4 separate regions of the Mus musculus genome follow, and regions 1, 3 and 4 are each linked to region 2. The links are chromatin contacts, called in public Hi-C and HiChIP or PLAC-seq maps. All regions are on one chromosome and are shown on one strand. Each heading gives the region's core, a stretch centred on a gene start, on an enhancer-like site or on the middle of the called end of the contact. The rest is flanking DNA. Distances are from core to core; before and after follow the strand shown.

The links. Hi-C and Micro-C count contacts between places; a contact is called where the count stands out from the background. HiChIP or PLAC-seq counts read pairs in DNA pulled down with a chosen protein or histone mark.
Region 1: a contact with region 2 is called in a Hi-C map of the C2C12 cell line, with 5 times the contacts expected there. The contact joins two enhancer-like sites. A contact is called at or near these places in 1 of 15 datasets of contacts at CTCF or cohesin (CD8 T cells), 3 of 484 Hi-C or Micro-C datasets (the C2C12 cell line, bone marrow-derived macrophages and embryonic stem cells), 8 of 115 datasets of contacts at active chromatin or transcription factors (bone marrow-derived macrophages, embryonic stem cells, microglia and 1 more) and 3 of 9 other capture datasets (adipose tissue, liver and pancreatic islet).
Region 3: a Hi-C map of bone marrow-derived macrophages shows a contact between it and region 2, with 32 read pairs. The contact joins two enhancer-like sites. A contact is called at or near these places in 3 of 484 Hi-C or Micro-C datasets (bone marrow-derived macrophages, nephron progenitors and uterus), 5 of 115 datasets of contacts at active chromatin or transcription factors (bone marrow-derived macrophages, embryonic stem cells and epiblast stem cells) and 2 of 9 other capture datasets (adipose tissue and liver).
Region 4: an HNF4G HiChIP or PLAC-seq map of pancreatic cancer cells shows a contact between it and region 2. The contact joins two enhancer-like sites. A contact is called at or near these places in 1 of 115 datasets of contacts at active chromatin or transcription factors (pancreatic cancer cells) and 2 of 9 other capture datasets (adipose tissue and liver).

What each region holds. Positions count from the first base shown.
Region 1 is chr11:119,623,674-119,628,300 of GRCm38.p6, forward strand. The region is part of intron 1 of Rptor (regulatory associated protein of MTOR, complex 1); the gene reads left to right. Among named protein-coding and RNA genes, the nearest start is that of Rptor, 23 kb to the left of the region's middle. Within about 2 kb of position 1,493, at least 29 of the 459 cell types and tissues checked have an H3K27ac peak or open chromatin away from gene starts, as enhancers often do. A contact at or near this core is called in the C2C12 cell line, where this site is marked.
Region 2 is chr11:119,816,527-119,820,751 of GRCm38.p6, forward strand. Rptor (regulatory associated protein of MTOR, complex 1) reads left to right here. Exons shown (of 34, transcript NM_028898.3): 11 at 552-653. Among named protein-coding and RNA genes, the nearest start is that of Rptoros, 16 kb to the right of the region's middle. Within about 2 kb of position 1,360, at least 44 of the 459 cell types and tissues checked have an H3K27ac peak or open chromatin away from gene starts, as enhancers often do. A contact at or near this core is called in the C2C12 cell line, bone marrow-derived macrophages and pancreatic cancer cells, where this site is marked.
Region 3 is chr11:119,675,582-119,680,323 of GRCm38.p6, forward strand. All of the region lies in intron 3 of Rptor (regulatory associated protein of MTOR, complex 1), which reads left to right. Among named protein-coding and RNA genes, the nearest start is that of Rptor, 75 kb to the left of the region's middle. Within about 2 kb of position 1,425, at least 132 of the 459 cell types and tissues checked have an H3K27ac peak or open chromatin away from gene starts, as enhancers often do. A contact at or near this core is called in bone marrow-derived macrophages, where this site is marked.
Region 4 is chr11:119,974,665-119,979,323 of GRCm38.p6, forward strand. The region is part of intron 3 of Baiap2 (brain-specific angiogenesis inhibitor 1-associated protein 2); the gene reads left to right. Among named protein-coding and RNA genes, the nearest start is that of Gm11767, 34 kb to the left of the region's middle. Within about 2 kb of position 1,692, at least 111 of the 459 cell types and tissues checked have an H3K27ac peak or open chromatin away from gene starts, as enhancers often do. A contact at or near this core is called in pancreatic cancer cells, where this site is marked.

The sequences.
Region 1 (4,627 bases), core at 243-2,742, 190 kb before region 2:
GTGGACAGAGTGCCTGCTGCACACGCTTTGCTTCTTCTGCACACTCAGCTGTGCACTGAGATGTTTTTTTTTTTTTCTTGATCTTCTCTGTGAGTAGCATCCTCAGAACAGAGCATACACAGGCAGTTTCTAAGAGATCTGGAAGTGGTCCTGTGCCTAGTAGCAGACAGCAGCAGGGAAGGCTCTGAAGGATCTAATGGTGCTCTTCAAGGCTAGACCAGCAGTTTCTGAACTTTAGGAATTAGGAGATGGCTTCTGAGACGACTGTGCAGATCCCTTACTGGGGCAGACTTGGCTGATTTCGAGCCTGTCCCAAGAGATAAGGAGCTTTCTGTGCCAGGCAGAGGATGGCTGACGCAGGGCCCGTGGACGGCAAATGGAGCACATCTAGGGGAGAGCACGGCTGATTCCCAGGGCTGTGGGCTTCGATGGTTGGCTCTTGAATTACCCATGTAGTTTTCTGTGAAACAGGCTGCCATGCTGCCATTGCTGAACACGATTGATGAGAGGTTCTCAGTGTAACCAGGTTGTTCCTGTCACTGAGAATTTAGCTCCTGTGTCCTCACCTGTTTGCTCCAGGTGTATGCTTGGCTCTGGTCATGTGTATCTGATCTTATATATTTACAGTGGACAACAGAAGATGGGTAGTTTAAGTCTGTGTCTCTTTTTAAATTTAGAAAATGAATCAGGACTTTGAATGCATGATGGTACCTGCAGTGTATATCCAGTGTTCTGCCTCTGTCTGCTGGGTACCAGTAGGCTCTGGGTAGGCTCTTATAGCAGACACCTATGAATCCGGTTGCAGTGTTCCTCTGTTAAGCTGGTGGTGGCCTTGGCCTGATGTTCCTGGTGGTGTGGAACTTAAAGTAACTTGGATCCTGTTGTAACAGGTGCTGAGTTCCTTGGCAGAAGGATGTTGTGAAGCTGAGCAAGCAAAGGTCGGTTGTGAGTGTCTGGGGCCTTTCCAGATTGTTGGCCCTGAGCAAGCAGAGGTCGGCATCGTGTTGCCAGAGAGAAGCAGGGGTGCCTCCCAACTTTTTTGCTGCTTTGCATAGGTTTGGCTCCAGCTGGTGATGGTATGTGAGATGGAACTGGGTAGTGCCTGGTGGCCAGGTCCTTTAGGTGTGTCCTATCTTCAGAGCCATAGTTGTGTGACCTGGGTGCTGCAGTCTTTCTCAGTCGTGAAGGGAATTGGTCAGTATCCTGGCTGTGCTGTGGTGAAGTTTACTTTCCCTTTGTGGGACTTAATCGAGAGCTACAGAGAACTACTCATCTGGGAGTTTCTCAGGAGGGCTGTGACATGTGAATTTTCTTTTTGAAATTTTAAGGTTAGAACTCAGGGGAACTAAAAGTAAAAGAGTAAGGAAATGGCTAGCTGTAGGGCAAGCTGTGAATAACCAAGCCAAAGAACCTGGGCAGGCTTTCCAGCACGCAGGGGAGAGGCTGCTCTTCTGGTGCCTGTGTGCTACGGTGGGTGGGTGGAGGGAGGAGGCTGGGAGTGTGCTGTCTGTGGTGGTGGAAACCTTCCTTCCTAGCAGCCCCTCAGTTCGCAGTGATCTGTTCTTACTAGAGGCAGCTGACAGCAGCATTTGGCCTGTCACTTCTCTGTAGTTTTAGAAAATGTATGCCATCATTGTGGTGTTACTTTGATCTAGTGTTTATTTAGAAAAAAAATTTATCCTGAGAAAATGGGAATTATGTTCTGAACTTTGAATTAAATCAAGGCTTTGGTAGCTGGTGAGTCATGAAACTTTATTAAAATAAATGATCTCAGACATGTTGGATATTTACTGACAAGATGTTACCAGAGTTCAGACATTCAGAGTGAGCCACACATTATTTATATGGATTCATAAAATACCAAGCAGGCATGGGAGCATAGTGGCTGGATTCTATATCTTTCCCCAGCCCTGCCCACTGCCCTGTGAACAGGTGCTGAAAGCTGACGAGGGACGGCAGCTGGAGATGGTGGCAGGACGGACTGTGGAGGGACTCCTGGTCCCACGACAGCCGCCGGTGCTTTAGCTCATCTCTCCTTAGTGTCCCAGGGCAGTGTGCATGCCAGGGCTTCCATGGGCCACACAACTTGGGGTGCCTGTTATCCTTGGCAAGGTGGGCCTGTTCTTGGCATTTGTCCTTTTTTGTGCCTTATAACAGTAGTTCAAGGGCAGCTGAACTTAGAGTGTTCTTAGAGTGAATTCTATTCCGGGCTATTTGCATATCGTGAGTAGAGGTTTAAAGTTTGTAGTGTTTCTCAGAGCCGTGGCCTGCACCCCATAGTCTAGGAGCAGATGCAGTGCTATCTTCATCCTTTGCATGAGCATTTGTGTGGTTTGGAGCATCTGAGGCTGTTCTCAGTCAGGTCGAGGCTTCGAGCTGATGGTCTGCATAGATCATTCTGCTGTTTGTAGTGTGTCAACGGCGCTCTGCACTCAGGCAGATGGAGGGTCTGGTGAGGACGTGCAGAGGCTGTGAGGGCATCAATCCTCTGTTTCTGGCATGGGTTTAATTGTGTAGTTGGACTGGGAAGCCATATGTTAACTTCTACTTCAGCCAGCCTGATCTCCCTGCGTATGCCAGCTCTACACAGGCCTATCTTTCTCTGAAATTGAGCCTGAGAGACAGAAATCCACACTTGACTTGTCACAGACTTTGCTAAATTGAGACATGCTGAACTGATCGCTGCCTTCTACTTTACAGGTGATCCCCGTGTCCGTGCTGCCGTTGTCTCAGGTAGTGTAGTGGGCAGCGTTGCCTTCAGGATGTGCTTGTCTTATTTCTCAGTTTACTTCTTATATAACTAAACTTGAGCCCATGTCCCCTTTTCAAAAAGCAATAATGAGAAACTTCAGGCAATGTGCAGTTCACCCCTCCCCCTCTGCTTTCCAGAGCTCTGCTTCACCTCTGAGTGGGTGCTGCAGGGATTTTGCAGGTGACACTTGGCCTTTCCATATTTTCCTTTTCTCTCTCTTTCTCTCTTTCTTTCTTTCCTTCAGATTTTATTTATCTTATGAATGAGCACACTGTAGCTGTCTTCAGACACACCAGAAGAGGGAATTGGATCCCATTACAGATGGTTGTGAGCCACCATGTGGTTGCTTGGAATTGAATTCAGGACCTCTGGAAGATCCGAGAGAACTCTTAACCGCTGAGCCATCTCTCTAGCCCATATTTTTCTTTTCTTGTTCCTCTCTTGCTTGCACATTCCCATCTTAGGACACCCGGGCCCTGTTCACAGACCACAGCTCCAGTTTTGAAGTGGTGCTGACTTTAGGGCTCTGGCTGGAAGGTTTCCTCTGACGTTGGTATTTCTAAGGTCTCCTCACATGGCTAGACTTGCTCATGTTTCACATCAGATCTCGGCAGTCGTAGAAGGCACAACAGTGTGAAAGCCCCCTGCAGAAGGCTTAGTGAGGAGCTGCCTGTTGAATGAAAATATTACGTTGTCAAGAGACTGCTCCCTCTGTTTATACCTTTATGTGTCACGCCTGTGCAAAGACACAGGTAGCAGCACACAGTGAGATGAGGGTCAGGACAGCAGCTGGTGACTGTCAGGCCAAATGCACTGCCTGGTGCCCATGGCCCATGCCTGGCTTTGCTTTAGCTTGTGTAGCTCTCTCTCCCAGGCCTTATTTCTCTGAAAGTTTTATCAGTTGTTCTCTAAATTCGGTAGATAGCTTTGCCTGGTATGGGGTTTTATTTATTATGTGTTGGATGTTTTGTCTGCATATTTATCTGTACCACATGCGTGCAGTGTCTGTGGAGGCCAGTAGGGGGCGTTGGGTCACTGAGATGAATTACAGATGGCTGTTAGGAATTGAGCCTGGGTCCCCTGAAACAGCCCCTAGTACCCTTCATTGCTGAGAAATCTTTCTTGCCTCTGCTGTGGGGTCCCTGTCCTGTACTGCAAGGACCCACAAAAGGTGTAAGCTGTACTGAAGTGGAAACATAAGGGTCCCTTGGAAAGTTGGTCGGTTGGTGTTTTGCTGGAGCAAATGTGTGAAGGAACATTTAGCTCAAGTGGACACGGCGAAAGACTAAGACAGACTTGTAAAAGAACATTTCACTGAAACACACAGGAGAGAGGATGTTCTGCTAAAGTAAGTGTGTGAAAGGACACGTGATGAAGGATTCTTTGCTAACAACACACATATATTGGTCCGCCATACATTGTGATAGTTGCGTTGCATTTGCCAGGACTCCATAGAGAGAAATATAGCAAAAAACTTCCGGTGGTGTGCTATAGTTTTTGCTGCTTCCGCCCACTCAGGCTGGTTGACAAAATGATATCATGTGCTAGGACGAGACTCGTGCTGAGGCAAGGCACGTATTGAGACGAGACCTATACAGGACACTCGACGTTTGGATGGAGTATAAAAAGGACTAGATAGACAATGGCGGAGGCTGAGCTAGGCTTGCTTATAGAGCTTGTGGGTCGAGTCTTCACTGATCTTCTCTTTGCTGAGAGAGACACAGCTGAGAATGTCCCTTAGGGTCCCTCCTGCTGACTTGTGCTGGGACTGAGGCCTGGCTGTCTCTGTTAGGTCGTGCTGCCATTGCTGAATTGTGTTTGCATACCCTGACTCTACCAAACTGGGCTGTTGATGTATCCATAAAATGTTTTTGA
Region 2 (4,225 bases), core at 110-2,609:
GTTCCACCTGTCTCCTTGGCCTCTAATAGTTAGAGTCAGTCCTGGGTCCCTTCTCTAGAGCTCAACCACAAACAAACAAACAAACAAAAAAAAAAACCAACAACAACAACAAAAAAACAGGCTAAATATGGTGCACACCTGCAATCTCAGCTCTCAGGAAGCTGAGGAAGGAAGATGAGGAACCGCAGACTGGTGTGGGTAGACAGGGAAACTCTCTCTCTCTCAAAATAATACTCACAGTGATAGTGAAGAAATGGTGGTTCTGGAGACATGGCCTCGTGTTCCTACAAGTCGTATGTGCTCTCCTGCAGAGGACTGGGGCTCAGGGATGCAGTGACCCTCATAGCTACCTCTTATCACACCCTCCCTGATGGTTGACAGGCCACACATTCAGATTTCCTCTGTCTCCTGTCAGGCTGTTGACAGAGCCCGTAAGCCCTGCGCCCTCCAGCTCTGTCCATTGTGGTCACTGCCTTGTCAGGACTGAGGGGTGAGGGAGGGCGGTGGAAAGAAACCTGCCTCCCTAACCGACTCTTTGGCTTTTCCCACAGCACAGCCCATTCTTTGCCGAGCAGCTGACAGCATTCCAGGTGTGGCTCACAATGGGTGTGGAAAACAGGAGCCCCCCAGAGCAGCTGCCCATCGTCCTGCAGGTCAGTCGCTTCCCACAGACCTAACTGAGACACCTGTTCCTCAGGAGGCGAGCCGGGCTGTGCTTCAGGCCAACGGTACATCGATGTGTTACATCTGATCTGAAGTCAGATGCTTGCTTACTCCCAGCGGCCTCCTCTTGGCAAAGCCACTGAATTCCCTTTTTCCTCTCCCAATTAAATATAGATTGGGATAGATCACCACTCCCTCCTCCTGCTTACATGTTAGGAACTAATGAAGTGTCACTGCCAACGAACCTTGCTATGGTGCAGAATCTTGGCATCACCACCTCCTTCTGTTTGGAAGGACACGAGATAAAAGTTTGTCCTGTGAGGAAAGGGTGAGGCCACCAAGCAGATCCTAACGGGGCTATGACATCATTTCCTGACCAATACCAGAGCAGCACAGACAGACCAGGTCCTTGCTGTGGTCCTCAGAAAAACAGGACCTTCTCTATGTGTCAGCAATTCATGTGCAAACTGGTCTGGTTCTGGGGGACCCATTTACTGCCTGCTGACTGAAATGACATGGGGCAGGGATATGAATAGTGGATTTGTCATCACAGTTGGGTAGATAAGTCACAAAGATTGTGTCTCATTAAATGTGTGTTTGTGGGAGAAACTGATAAGCTAGGCTGTGACTAAGAAAAGACCTTTTACTCGGGAACCATTGACTAGATCAGATACCTAGGATTGGCAACTTACTGTAAAAGCCAGAAAATACTATTTATCAAGTTTCCAGGGCAGTTGAGCTCAGGCAGAAGCTGTGGAAATCATGAGGGTGTACCACTTGGAAGGTTAGGAAGCCTGTATCTCTGGAGGAGCAGAGGGCAGGCTCCCCTCTCAGTGGGAGGGGCAGAGCTTGCCAAGGGCCAGGGATGGGGCCATCACTCTCCAAAGCACTCGTTATAATCAGCCAGACCCATGGTCTGATTTCCACCTGCCTAAGGACATTGCCTCGCTTCTTTCAAAGAAGGCCTTGTGTTTGCTCATTAGGGCTGCTAACCACATTGTGTGGACAACCCTCCATCTTCACTGTGCCAAATGCTCAGAGCAACTGTAGCTCAACAGTGTCTCCGCAGAGCACAGTGCCCTCCCCACCCTACCCCATCCCCCACCAGAGCCTCTCCCACAGCACAGCCAGCCTCCCAATCTCAGGAGGTGATTCACCTATCCCAGACCTTGGGTTTCTCCCTGTCTAAAGCCCCGGTAATCTCAGCCAGCAAAAAATAAATAATATTTTTTTAAAAAGGCAAGAAAGAAGAATGCATGTAACATAAAGAGTTACCAATAGCCTGTTCCTCTTGAAGTGGGAACTTTGTAGAATGGCCTTAGGTCAAAGAGAGGTAATGCTATATTGTTACGTCTTTTCTGAAATTATAAAAATAATTATCACTGCTCCTCTTACATGTGTCTAGCATAGTTTTAAGAAAGTTCTGGAACTGCAAGAAGAGCTAGAAACTAACCAAATGTTTCCACAACAAAGCAAAAGTAATGACAGCAGGACAAGGCCTGGGGAGGCGCAATGCCTGCGTGATTCCAGTAAATGGCAGCAACCCTGGGTCACCTGGGTCACCACACCACTCTCTCTCCACCCTGCCTATTATTGAAGCAGCACAGCAGAGTAGCGCTGGTCCTCCCCACAGCAGGGCTCCAGGGCCAGGCATGTTCATCCAGTTCTTTGGGGTCTGGCAATAGTCCTTTTGTAAATGGCTTTTATCGACTTTATTTTTCATGTTCCATTTACAACCCACACTCTCAGGGTAGGGGAAGACCTCTAGAGCCAGCCTGATACCAAACATGGAGCAGTAGCCATGAGAGCACACACACCATCTTCCATGTGCTCTTTCAGACAGAAGTAAGCAGCAGGTCCTGTACCACACAAAAGGCTCTGTCTCCCGGGCCAGGTCCCCTATGACTCAAGGGGCGAGCCCTGAAGAACAGACTTGGGGTAGACAAAGAACGGGATAGGAGCTAGGGAATGCAGGGCTCTGGGAGGCCCACCTGGCCTCACTCAATTTGCTACTTCCCTGGCTTTGACCTGAAAGCCTTTATTGTTTCCAGAGCCTGGGCCAGCTCTGTTAGAGAAGGAGAGAAGATCTTAATACAGACTGCAGTGATTCCTTTCAGGAAATTCCCATAGTGAACTCCTTGCATCCAGTAACAGAGGCGTTAGCCGCAGTAAGAGGCTCCATCAGGCTCTGTTGAGTTGTAGCCCCATCAAACAGTAACATGGACCTGACCTCTCCCAACCAGCTTCAGGATCCTTTCTGCCTTTTAAAAACAACATCAGACTGCTATGTCCTCCACTTTGTGACTGCTGGCATCAAGAAGCAATCTCAAAGTGTGGCTTTGTATGGTTCTGCCTAGAACTTGCCACGACTGCCTTCCCCCATCAGGGCAGCTGGACAGAGGTACCCAAACAGAAGAAGAAAGAAAGTCAAACAAGAAAGACCAGAATGGATTCACAGGGCAGAGTTTTCTTTTTCTCTCTCTCTCTCTCTCTCTCTCTCTCTCTCTCTCTCTCTCTCTCTCTCTCTTTTCGTTTTTTTTTTTTCTTCGAGACAGGGTTTCTCTGTGTAGCCCTGGCTGTCCTGGAACTCACTCTGTAGACCAGGCTGGCCTCGAACTCAGAAATCTGCCAGCCTCTGCCTCCCACGTGCTGGGATTAAAGGTGTGTGTCACCACCGCCTGGCAGAATTATTCGCTTAACATGGATGTTGTGTATCACTTGTCTTTCACCAAGTGTTTGCTGTTGGTGCCTCTTATTTCAAACGTAGTCTGGGCCTGAAGCACAAGGCCACTGTCAGGATTCAGGACAGTGCGGATGCCACCACAGTTCTGCCCTACATGCCATGATGGTGCTGCCCCTCAGAAGTTCCTGGGTCTCCTGCTGGAGGTGGGAGTCCTGGCCCACCAGAGCCTCAGTTTCTCTTCATGTCTCAGGCAAAAGCCTGAGCACAGTTTATATGATGACGCGAGTATGGGTTACCTTAGCAGGCCCTGCCTGGAGTGTGCTCTTCATTCCTACTCTCCACAGACGAGGAGGAGCCCAGGACCTGCTCACTCCCTGTCGGCAGTGAGTCCCTGCATCTGTGACAGCTTGGTTTTCAGTTGTTTATTAATTTTAAGAAACTGTGTGTGTGTGTGTGTGTGTGTGTGTGTGTGTGCGCGCGCGTGCACATGCATGTGCGCCTGGATGTTTTGCCTGCATGTATGTCTGTGCAACATGTTCACTGCCCACAAAGACCAGAAGAGGATATCAAGTCTATGAACCCAGGTCCTCTGTAAGAGCAGCCAGTACTCTTTCTTAACTATCAAGGCAGATCTTCAGACCCCACTTCTTAATTTTTTGAAGTACAAATACACACCTAAAAAATCCAATCTAGGGCTGGTGAGATGGCTCAGCGGGTAAGAGCACTGACTGCTCTTCCAAAGGTCCTGAGTTCAAATCCCAGCAACCACATGATGGCTCAAAACCATCCGTAACGAGATCTGACGCCCTCTTCTGGAGTGTCTGAAGACAGCTACAGTGTACTTACATATAATAAATAACTAAATAAATCTTTTTAAAA
Region 3 (4,742 bases), core at 175-2,674, 140 kb before region 2:
CACTCTGCTGGGGTAGGTCCCAGCTCTCCTGTGGCTCCCAGGTAGGTTCTGTGGGAGTCATTACCGTTTACTGTGGGAGGTAAGGAGGGTTGGTGCACCTGTAACAGTTGGCAGGGAGCTGAGGTGACCACTGAACGGGCCTGTTTGCCAGGCAAGGGGACAGGCTTTTCGCTGTGAGTGCACATAACTGTAGGAGCTCTTTCTCATCTTGGCCAGCAGGAATGAATGGCAAAGGCTCTGTGCAGTCACCGTGGCGTTTCAGGGAGCTGAGTGGTCAGTAGGAGCCACACACTCCTGTTTCCCGAGGCTGCAGTCAGCAGGTCTTAAATCTTAGCTCCTCTGCAGTGCATTCTTGTATCTGTCACAGTGGATTTGTAGTCAACGAATGAAACATGTTTTTATAGATCTTCTCAACAAGCAGTGGACTTGGGAAGTGGGGTCTCTCTCCAGCAAAGCAAGGCTCCTGGGCACACTCCTCCTCTGAAGAGCAGCCATCTTAGCTTTGTGATCGGGTTGTACACTTGGACTGCACACATGCCTTGTTAGCTGCTTTCTAGGAAGTAGAGCTGACGTGGCCAGGGACAGACACATTTCTTTCTGTTGGGTTTACAGGCTTGTCCTGTGGGGTTTAGGCACAGGTGTTTGCAGAGCCTAGTGTTTATGTGCACGTCCGTACTTCTGGGTTGCAGGGGCTGGACCTATGTGCCTCCTCCCTTAAGCAGGCTAGCTGCAGGTTGTTGGGAAGCCTGAGGGGTCAAGCATGGAGTACTGCTCCAGCTCTCTCTCTCCTTCCCTGCTGCCTACACCCTCAGAGCCCTCGAGAGGGGCTTGGGGTCCTACTAGCCTCTTCTCTGGACTGCTCCTGGTTCCTGTGTCAGAAGGCTCTACATGCTTGCTCTGCTCTAAGGGAGGAGCGGGGTGGGACGGATGGTGCTAGTGCTCCTCCTCACCCCACCCTAGTGTTCTCTATGGGATTTACAGTGGGATGTGCTGCACACCAGTACTGGTGCAAGTCAGTGTGCTCTGCCTTACTCGGGAGCGCGTCAGAGTTGCATGTGGACAACCTGAAAAGAAGCGAGTGGAGCTCAGGGGTGGAGTGGGGGTGCTCAGAGATCACTGTGGAGTAGCCTGCCTTGAACTAGTAGTGGTGGCTCTCAGCTTGGGACAATCACATTTTGATAGAACAGTACTGCCCATCTGGACACAGCACTATCATGGCATCGATGTCACTCCTTTGTAGGCTGCCCCTATGTCATGACTGTGCTATCCTCCTGACTTCCTCTGCTGGCAGCCTTCTCTTTCCTCCAAAATAGCTGGATTCTCTGTGGAGCCAGAGCTTGGGCATGATCCACCTGTCTGTGTTTCTGTGACAAACTGCAAGTGAGGGCTCCTAGCCACGGGCAGAATTGTAGCTGAATGACTCATACTGACATGATTCAAACTCTTGTGTGATGCGCTTTGCCCCTGATCTCATTAAATTTGTAAGATGGTGTAGATGTGTCTTGTGGCAGTCTTGGGGTTAACCATTGTGTTGTGATAGTCTCCCTTAGCTGCTTCCTGCCCAGATGTTAGCAACTGTCCCCAAGACAAACATTTTGCATGTTTTTCTGCTCTGGCCATAATCTTGTACCAGCCTGTTTCCCCTCCTCTTTCCTCTCTTCTTGCCTGACAGCCTTTCCATGCAGCATGTTCAGGGACAATTCCGATGGATGCTCTTCAGCCGAAAGGCTTATTAGTCAGCCCTGCCCACGCACTTCCTGTCTTGCCCTGTCCCCAAAGGCCACGGTGTTACAACAGCCCTCTGGATGTGGAACTTAGATCTAAAACCAGTTCCAAACTTGCAAACCTAAGCTGCCATTTTAGCTAATGAGAGCACAAAGGAGTCGCCATCTCTTGACTACCCATTCTTTTGAAAGCTTACACATACTTTAGAGAAAGGTAGGTTGTGGAGATGCGTCTGCTTTCACCTGCAGGATGTATCATGCTGTGTGACTAGAGTGCTGTGGGACTCCAGCTTTCTTGAAAGTGGCGTTATTTGCAGTCCCTGTGTCAAAGGCTCGCTCTCAGAGGCAGTGGGAAGGGTGAGTGGTGCACAGAGTAGGTTCCAGCCGTCCACCACTGCTCCTCCTCTCCCTCCCTTGCTGTGCTGCATCAGGCTCTGAGGATTGCCCTCGGCCTTGCTGTCTCTGCCTTGGTGAGAGGGCAGGTAGCTTAGCGGCTGTGGAGAGACTCTTGGCTTTGGTCTGGCCAGATTTAACAGTGACATTCTTTAGCCCTTTACCCTGACTTCAAGTGCTACTGCTTCATTCTTCTCAGACTGAAAATGGAAGTTGAAGCTGGGGTGGGCATGGTGGTGTAGACCTTTTATCCCAGTACTTGGGAGGCAAAGGCAAGGGGCATCTCTTGAGTTGGAACCTAGCCTGGTCTACAGAGTGGGCTGAGGACAGCCAGGGCTGCACAGAGAAACCCTGTTTGGGAACAAACAAACAGACAAACGGTAAGTGGAGGGCTGATGGGAATAATATTGAGCAGGTCAGCCCCAGCACCCAGAGGGTCCTTGATGCCCAGCCTTCTTCCTGAGTGGTCCCCAAGCCACACTAGGACACACACGCTGCCACTCTGAAACTTTCTACCCCAGAGAGTTCCTTCATACCTACCCTCCTCATCCTGCTTGCTGTCTCCCTGTCTCTAGTATTGTCTGAAGAGCAAGCACCTCTCCACCTCTGCTGCTCATCTTGTAAAGAGGGCTCAGTCCTTTCCTCATAGCCTCCCAAGGATCTCTCTCACCACTCTGCCCTCCCGATGAGGTCAGCGTTTCTGTTTGACAGATTTTGACAAAGAAACCATGCTTGCTGAAGACTGAATCTATAACTCACCCAGCCTCTGGCACCTATGCCTTTATTACTTGGGTGGGCTTTGGAACCTGCGGCTGTGCTTGAGAATGCCTGGTCACATGGTGCTGGTACAGGTGTCATGGTATAACTGGAGCTGCTGACAGTCAGGAAGCAGAAGGCAGGGAAGGCTGAGTTTGAGAGTGCCAAAGGGAGTCCCCATATGCTCACTGCACGCCACTGTGAAAGCTGTAAAGTTATTCCCCAGCTGAACAAGAACTTGCTGAGTGGGGGAGTTGTGCAGTGATTCGGAGGGAATGGTTCTGAACGCTTCCCATGTTATTTGACTTCACTTTGTAAAAGATCCACATGTCACGGAGGTGCCTGCACACCTGGTTGGTCACCATAGCATCAGGACCTCCTTGTGTAGTTGAATTCAATGGAGACATTGAAAATAATTGGAATAAAATTCACATAATATGCCGGGCAGTGGTGGCGCACACCTTTAATCCCAGCACTTGGGAAGCAGAGGCAGGCGGATTTCTGAGTTCGAGGACAGCCAGGGCTACACAGAGAAACCCTGTCTCAAAAAACAAAAAACAAAACAAAACAAAACAAAAACAAAAAAAAAAAAAAAGAAAAAAGAAAAAAAGAAATTCACACAACATCAAACCCACACTTATTTATTTTGATGTGTGTATAGATGTCTTCCTTAGTCACTTTTCACTTGATATTTTTATTTATTTTGGGACAGGGTCTCTTCATTGAATTTAGGAAGATGGCTCAGTATATAAGGTATTCTCTGTGTGAGTGTGGATGTGATTTTAAACCCCTAGAACCCAAGTCAAAGCTGTGTGTGCTTGTGTGTGCCTATAACTTTAGTACTGTAAGAAGCAGGGCTGGAGAGGCCCTGCTTCAGGGGAATGAAGTAGAGAGTGACAGAGCAGGACACTTGACATCCTCCTCTGGCATCTGTGTGCAACCTCACACACATACACACAGAGGCAGAGCCGCAGAGCCACAGAGCCACAGAGCCACAGTTACACAGGCACACAGGCACACTCTTGCACATAATACACAGGTATATGGACTTGTACTGCTGTTCGAATGGTGCAGTGACCTGAAAGCACTTTGCCTTGCCGTGTGGCTTCACTGTCATAGGCTGTAGCTCCACGTATATGTAAACCTGGAAGACATATACATGGACATATACGTGGATGAAGCCAGCAGAACACTTCTTCACCTGCCTGAGCATTCTGCTTCTCCTGTGTTCTGCCCTATTTAGGATCATGGTCCTACAACTTGAAGATGTTTGCTTAGAACTGTTTGAAAACTTCTTGAAAGGGTCTGCCCCTTCCGACCTTCATCTGCCTCTTCTTTTTCGGATCTAGTTGGAGCTTGAGAGACTTCCTCATGCCCACTTGTCTCTTAGATTTTTGTCCTGACTGGGCTTTTGATCTGCCTTCTAGCATGGTTCCGGGCTGGTTGGGTGTTAAGTCTGCTGCGTGCTTGGAGATTGCTCCTCCACTGGAGCACATCCATAGCCCACACAGACACTTCTGAGATGGAGACACCGTTCCCGTTCACCCTGGCTGACACTGCTGTCGTGTTGCATGTTATAGTTAGCTGGCCATGAGGCCTGCCTATGGAGGCTGAGTTCTGAGTCTCAGTGTGAGCTTTAGAACCTGTGACTGAGAAGAGACTAGGCCACATAGAGGACACTACTCCGTTCATACTGTGCCCACGGTGCAGCCATGGGTGACAGGACACGGGGAGCTGTTCAGTAGAGTGGTGGAGTGGCCAGGCAGCCCGGGGAGCTTCTTCTCATTTTTGTAAGGATTATAAACATCTGAATTTAGCTTTCATTGAATAGCTTTTAATGAGTACCAGGTAGAAAGAAATCCCACATGA
Region 4 (4,659 bases), core at 442-2,941, 160 kb after region 2:
ATCCACGACTCCAGCTCTAGTAGATTCAACAGCCAGTTCTGGCCTCCACTGCACCAGCACACATGTGATGCACAGATATAGATACATTCAGCCAACACACATACACAGAATGTTAAAAAGAGTGTACACCAGGAAGGCTGGTCGTGTTCAGGTTGTGCTTAAGGCTGTCACGAACCCACAAACAGTTGTGCTGCACAAGTTATAGTCATCTGAGAGGAGAGTACTTGATTGAGAAATGTTCTGGGGAGCAGTTTGTTTAGATTAGGGATTGATAAGGGAGGGCCTAACCCGTTGTGGGTGGTGATGGTCAAGGTTCTATAAGAAATCAGACTGGCCAAGCTATGAAGAGCAAGTCAAAAAGTAACACTCCTCCACGGCCTCTGCATCAAGTCCTGCCTCCAGGTTCCTGCTTGCTTTAGTTTCTGTCCTGACTTGATAATGAACTCAGGGTTAGACTTCCTTCGATGATGTAGAAGTGTAAGCCAGAGTAACCCAGAACTGCATTTGGGCATGATGCCTCATCACAGCAATAGTGACACTACAGAGGACAGAAGTTGGTACCAGGAGTTGGGGCTTAGAGTAACAGAAAGTATAGAATGAACTATATATACGTGTGTGTGTGTGTGTGTGTGTGTGTGTGTGTGTGTGTGTGTGTGTGTGTATGTATGTATGTGTATATATATATAGGAGGTCCTGAATCCAACAGTTGATCAGTCTACAAAGCTGGATATACTGGATATATCAGCTCTCAGATATACATATCTGAGAGATGGTCTGCAGTATGCACCAGAATAACCGAAGATGTCAGTGAAGGAAATGACTTGCCATCGAGAGAAAGCAGGCAAACAGCCTAGGTACATGGTCTCTCCACCCATGGAGTATTGTGTGTGGAAAGGGAGTCTGCTGGGTGTGGTAGTGCACACCTGTGGTCCCAGTACTCAGGAGGCAGAAGCAGGAGGCTCAGGAGTTCAAGGCTCTCTAAAGCTATGTAATGAGTTTGACCCTTAGGCTAGCCTGAAATACTCGAGATCCTATCTCAGAAAAACAAACAAAACAAAAACAAAAAGGAGGGGGGGGGGGGCTCTAGCCTCTGCTGCAGCACAGATGGACATCGTAAATGTACCTCAGTCCCTGTGCTTCCCCCCAAGAAGGGTTACATTTCCACGTGGACCGAATTGCACACTAACCCTCCAAATGTGAAGCCAAGTTACTAATAGCACCAGAAATCTTTAAAACTGAGACGTTAGGGTGAAATGCAGTGTGACTCACTGGTGGCTGACCTTTCAGCGACTTGACTCACTGTAAGTTGGTAGAAGTTGAGGAGGGCGTGGTCTCCTGGTATGTTTCTCTGTGTTTTTATACTTTTGTCCCAAATGTCACATATTGTCTCTGGGACCCACGTGTACTTTGTGGGGGAGGGTCTCTTCCTATTAGTTCCCAAATATTCTGGGGCCTGGAACTCTCCTGGTCCCAGCCCCATCCTCACCCTCCTGAGTTAAGGCTTTTTTCACTCTGATGGGCTAAGGCTGACTCACTGCCTTGGTGTGCCTAGGGCTTCTGCCCCTCCCTCCAGGATCTCTCATGTCAGCTCCCTGGGATGGGCCACCTACTGCCAGTCACCCCTGTTGATACTCCACTCCCTGGAGAGGCTCATCAGGTGGCAGCTGTCTGCAAAGATTTACCCTCCCTCATTCACTGTTTGCTCTGGCACACTGGGCCTTCTTTCCCAATCTGATCCGGTTTTTCAAGTTTAGGGTCCACCTGGGCTGTGGCCTAAGAGCTCTAGGTCCCCAGGGTATGGGTGGATTTGGCCCTGGCAGAGGCTGGTTAAAAGCCTCTTCCTGGGGCTAGAGAGACAGCTCAGTGGTTAAGAGTGCATGCTGTTGTTACAGAAGACCCAAGTTTGGTTGGGTGGCACCCATGTCAGCAGCAAACAGCTGCCTATAACTCTCCTTAAGGGGATCTGACGACCTCTTCTGGCCTCCAAGAGTACCTACACTCATGTGCACAAACACCATAAATAAAAATAAAAACCGTAAGGTGGTGATGGCACACACCTTTAATCCCTGAACTTGGGAAGCCTAGGCAGGCGGATCTCCAAGTTCGAAGCCAGCCTCTATAAAGCGAGCTCCAGGACAGGCTGGGCTTTTACACAAAGAAACACTGTCTCAAAAAAAACAAAAATAAATAAGTTAATTAATTAATATCTTTTTTTAAATAAAATGAAGTAAGGCTTTTCTGTCAGCACAGTACACCTGGGAGGATCTTCCAAGAGAAGGAGAAGGTGGGAGGCCATGGAGCCCGCCACGAGGGCCCAACCTCTCCTCGGCACCTGCTGGCCAGTGAACAAGTCAGTGCCCCTGGCCAGAGGTCCCCTCATCTGCAGAGGGGGTGCTCAGGGTGGGTAGGTGTACCAGTCTTCTCCTGCATGCTGTGGCCATGGCCCCCCAGGGGTTTAGTACTTGCGGCTGTGCACGCCCAAGCTCCGCTGCACATGTCTTCCTGCAGCTGCTTGTAAAATGCAGTTTAAAACTTCATCATGTGGGCTGATCCTGCGCAGCACCAGCTTGCAGCCAGCCCAGAACTCCACGTGCGTGCACTCACACACAGACACATACACACCCTGTTCTGTGCCTTTGTCTCAGTGTGCTCCCCTCCCCCCATCTCCCCGTATATACCCATAAGGTCTGGGGACAGGCTACGCAGCGGGGGCTCTGAGTTGAGCCACACACTGTGCTCTGTGTCTGAGGGTTGACACAGCCCATGTGGAATGGTAACTGTTGTCCTGTGGGGTCTGACACCCATCACCTGAACAAAAATCTGTGAGAAACTTGGTACACCCTTGGGCATCACTGCCTGATTATACCAGTTTCTACTCTTCTTGAGTTGGCATGTGCTGCTTTTGTGGGTAGGGGAATGTTTTCTGTTCAGTCTTGACATTGACTTATAATTCTGGGCCTAAAGAATGTGGTCAGAGAGCACCAACCTATAGAGAGACTTCTAGCTAAGTGCATAGTTTGTCTGGTCGCTGCTGCCCCATCCCTCCTCTTGTAGACCCTGTAGCCTTCTGAGAGTTGGTTGTATGGCATTGTCCTCAGAAAGGAAGAGTGGATGTACTACAAAGCTGAGAGAGTAGTGCAGTGCTGCCAAGGACTCCAGTGGGTTCCCCTGCCCAGGCCAGAGTTTGAGCCCACTGTGGTCACCTGCTTTCCACTTGGGTAAAATTATAGTCCGTTCCCAGGTGTCTATGGGGCATTGAGAGCCAGAAGGTGGATCCAAGACCCTCTGAGTCATGGGAGTGTGGTCAAACAAAGCCCAGCGAGCTTCCTTGGGTACCTCCTTGTCACGGAGCAGCGGGTTTCCATCCTATAGGATTTACAGATGCAGAAAGCCAAGAGAGTTTCCCCAGGTACATTCATCCTTGTCATAAGGGCTGTGGGTTTCCATCCTACAGGACTTACAGTTGCAGAAAAGCACAGAGGATCCTGGGATCTGCCACTCACTCACATGGCTGTCCTGACTTGCGTGCTAGTGGCTTCTGGCCTGAGTGTAGAAAACTCTCATCTGTGACTTTGGGTTTCCTTTGAGCCCTGTTCTGAGCATGAGCGACACTGTCCTAATAGCTTGCTGAAAGTCAGCATGGCTGTGCGTGTGTGTCAGTGGTAACCAAGGCCTTTGCTCATGGGGACTGTGCCTGTGCCTGTGCCTGTGGCCTTCCTCTTTACACTGGCCTCACCCTCTTGTCTCTGCCTCTCAACCAGCAATAAGAGACCAGGCTCCTTCACATTAATTGCTGCCTCAGTCCCTTCAAGCACATTAGAGTCCAGATCTAGAGTGTGCTACAAATGGGACTTCCATCCTTTTCAGAGGGACCTGGCAAACCTTAGAGGCTACTTGCCCTGTCTCTCTGTGTGTAGGTTGTCACTGACTTTGTGATCACAGCTTCCTGTTGGCCATATGACAGCCCTGTCATCTCTAGGAGTTCAGTCTCTGGGGGGACTATTGTACCCCTGTGTTATAGGAGTGTGGTGTTAGGCCTGTGGTCATAGATTCTTGGGACAGGGTGGTAGGCAGATAGCTGTGCTGAGGTTTTTAGCCCTGGCAGCCACAGGTACATGTATCCAGGTAAATTAGATGGTCTATACAAAGTTCCAGGCAGCTGTTGAGTTTGCCCTTTGCCCACAGAGGATGAACTGCAGGGAGGTGGTGGGCAAGCAGAGTGGGGCTGGTAGGGTAAGTCTGACCATGGGCCACTGACCACCCTGCTGACTTAGAGAGTTCTTTTCTGCTGACTGGGGCCAGTTGGCTGGCATAGCCTTGCAAGCCGTGTTCGCCGCTGTAGGCAACCTGTACTGTGCTCAGGGTCCCTGTGATCATTGATATTAAAACAACTTTTGGGACTAAGAGAGTTCCCAAGAATCTGACCTCCATGCGTCCTAGATGAACTCCCAGAGGGAAGCTGAGGTCCTAGAGGAAAGTTGTCAGAGGATTCCTTTTGGTTTCTAGCTGGTGATAGTGGGTGCCAGAAGGAGGGCTCCTTGGGAGAAAAGGCCTGCATCTGAAAGGGTTCCAGCTTCAGACACAGGCATAGGCTCTCCTCGTTTATGTCCACAGCACTAGCCAGTATCTGGGACTCCTCAAAGGGAGTTAACAGATAGT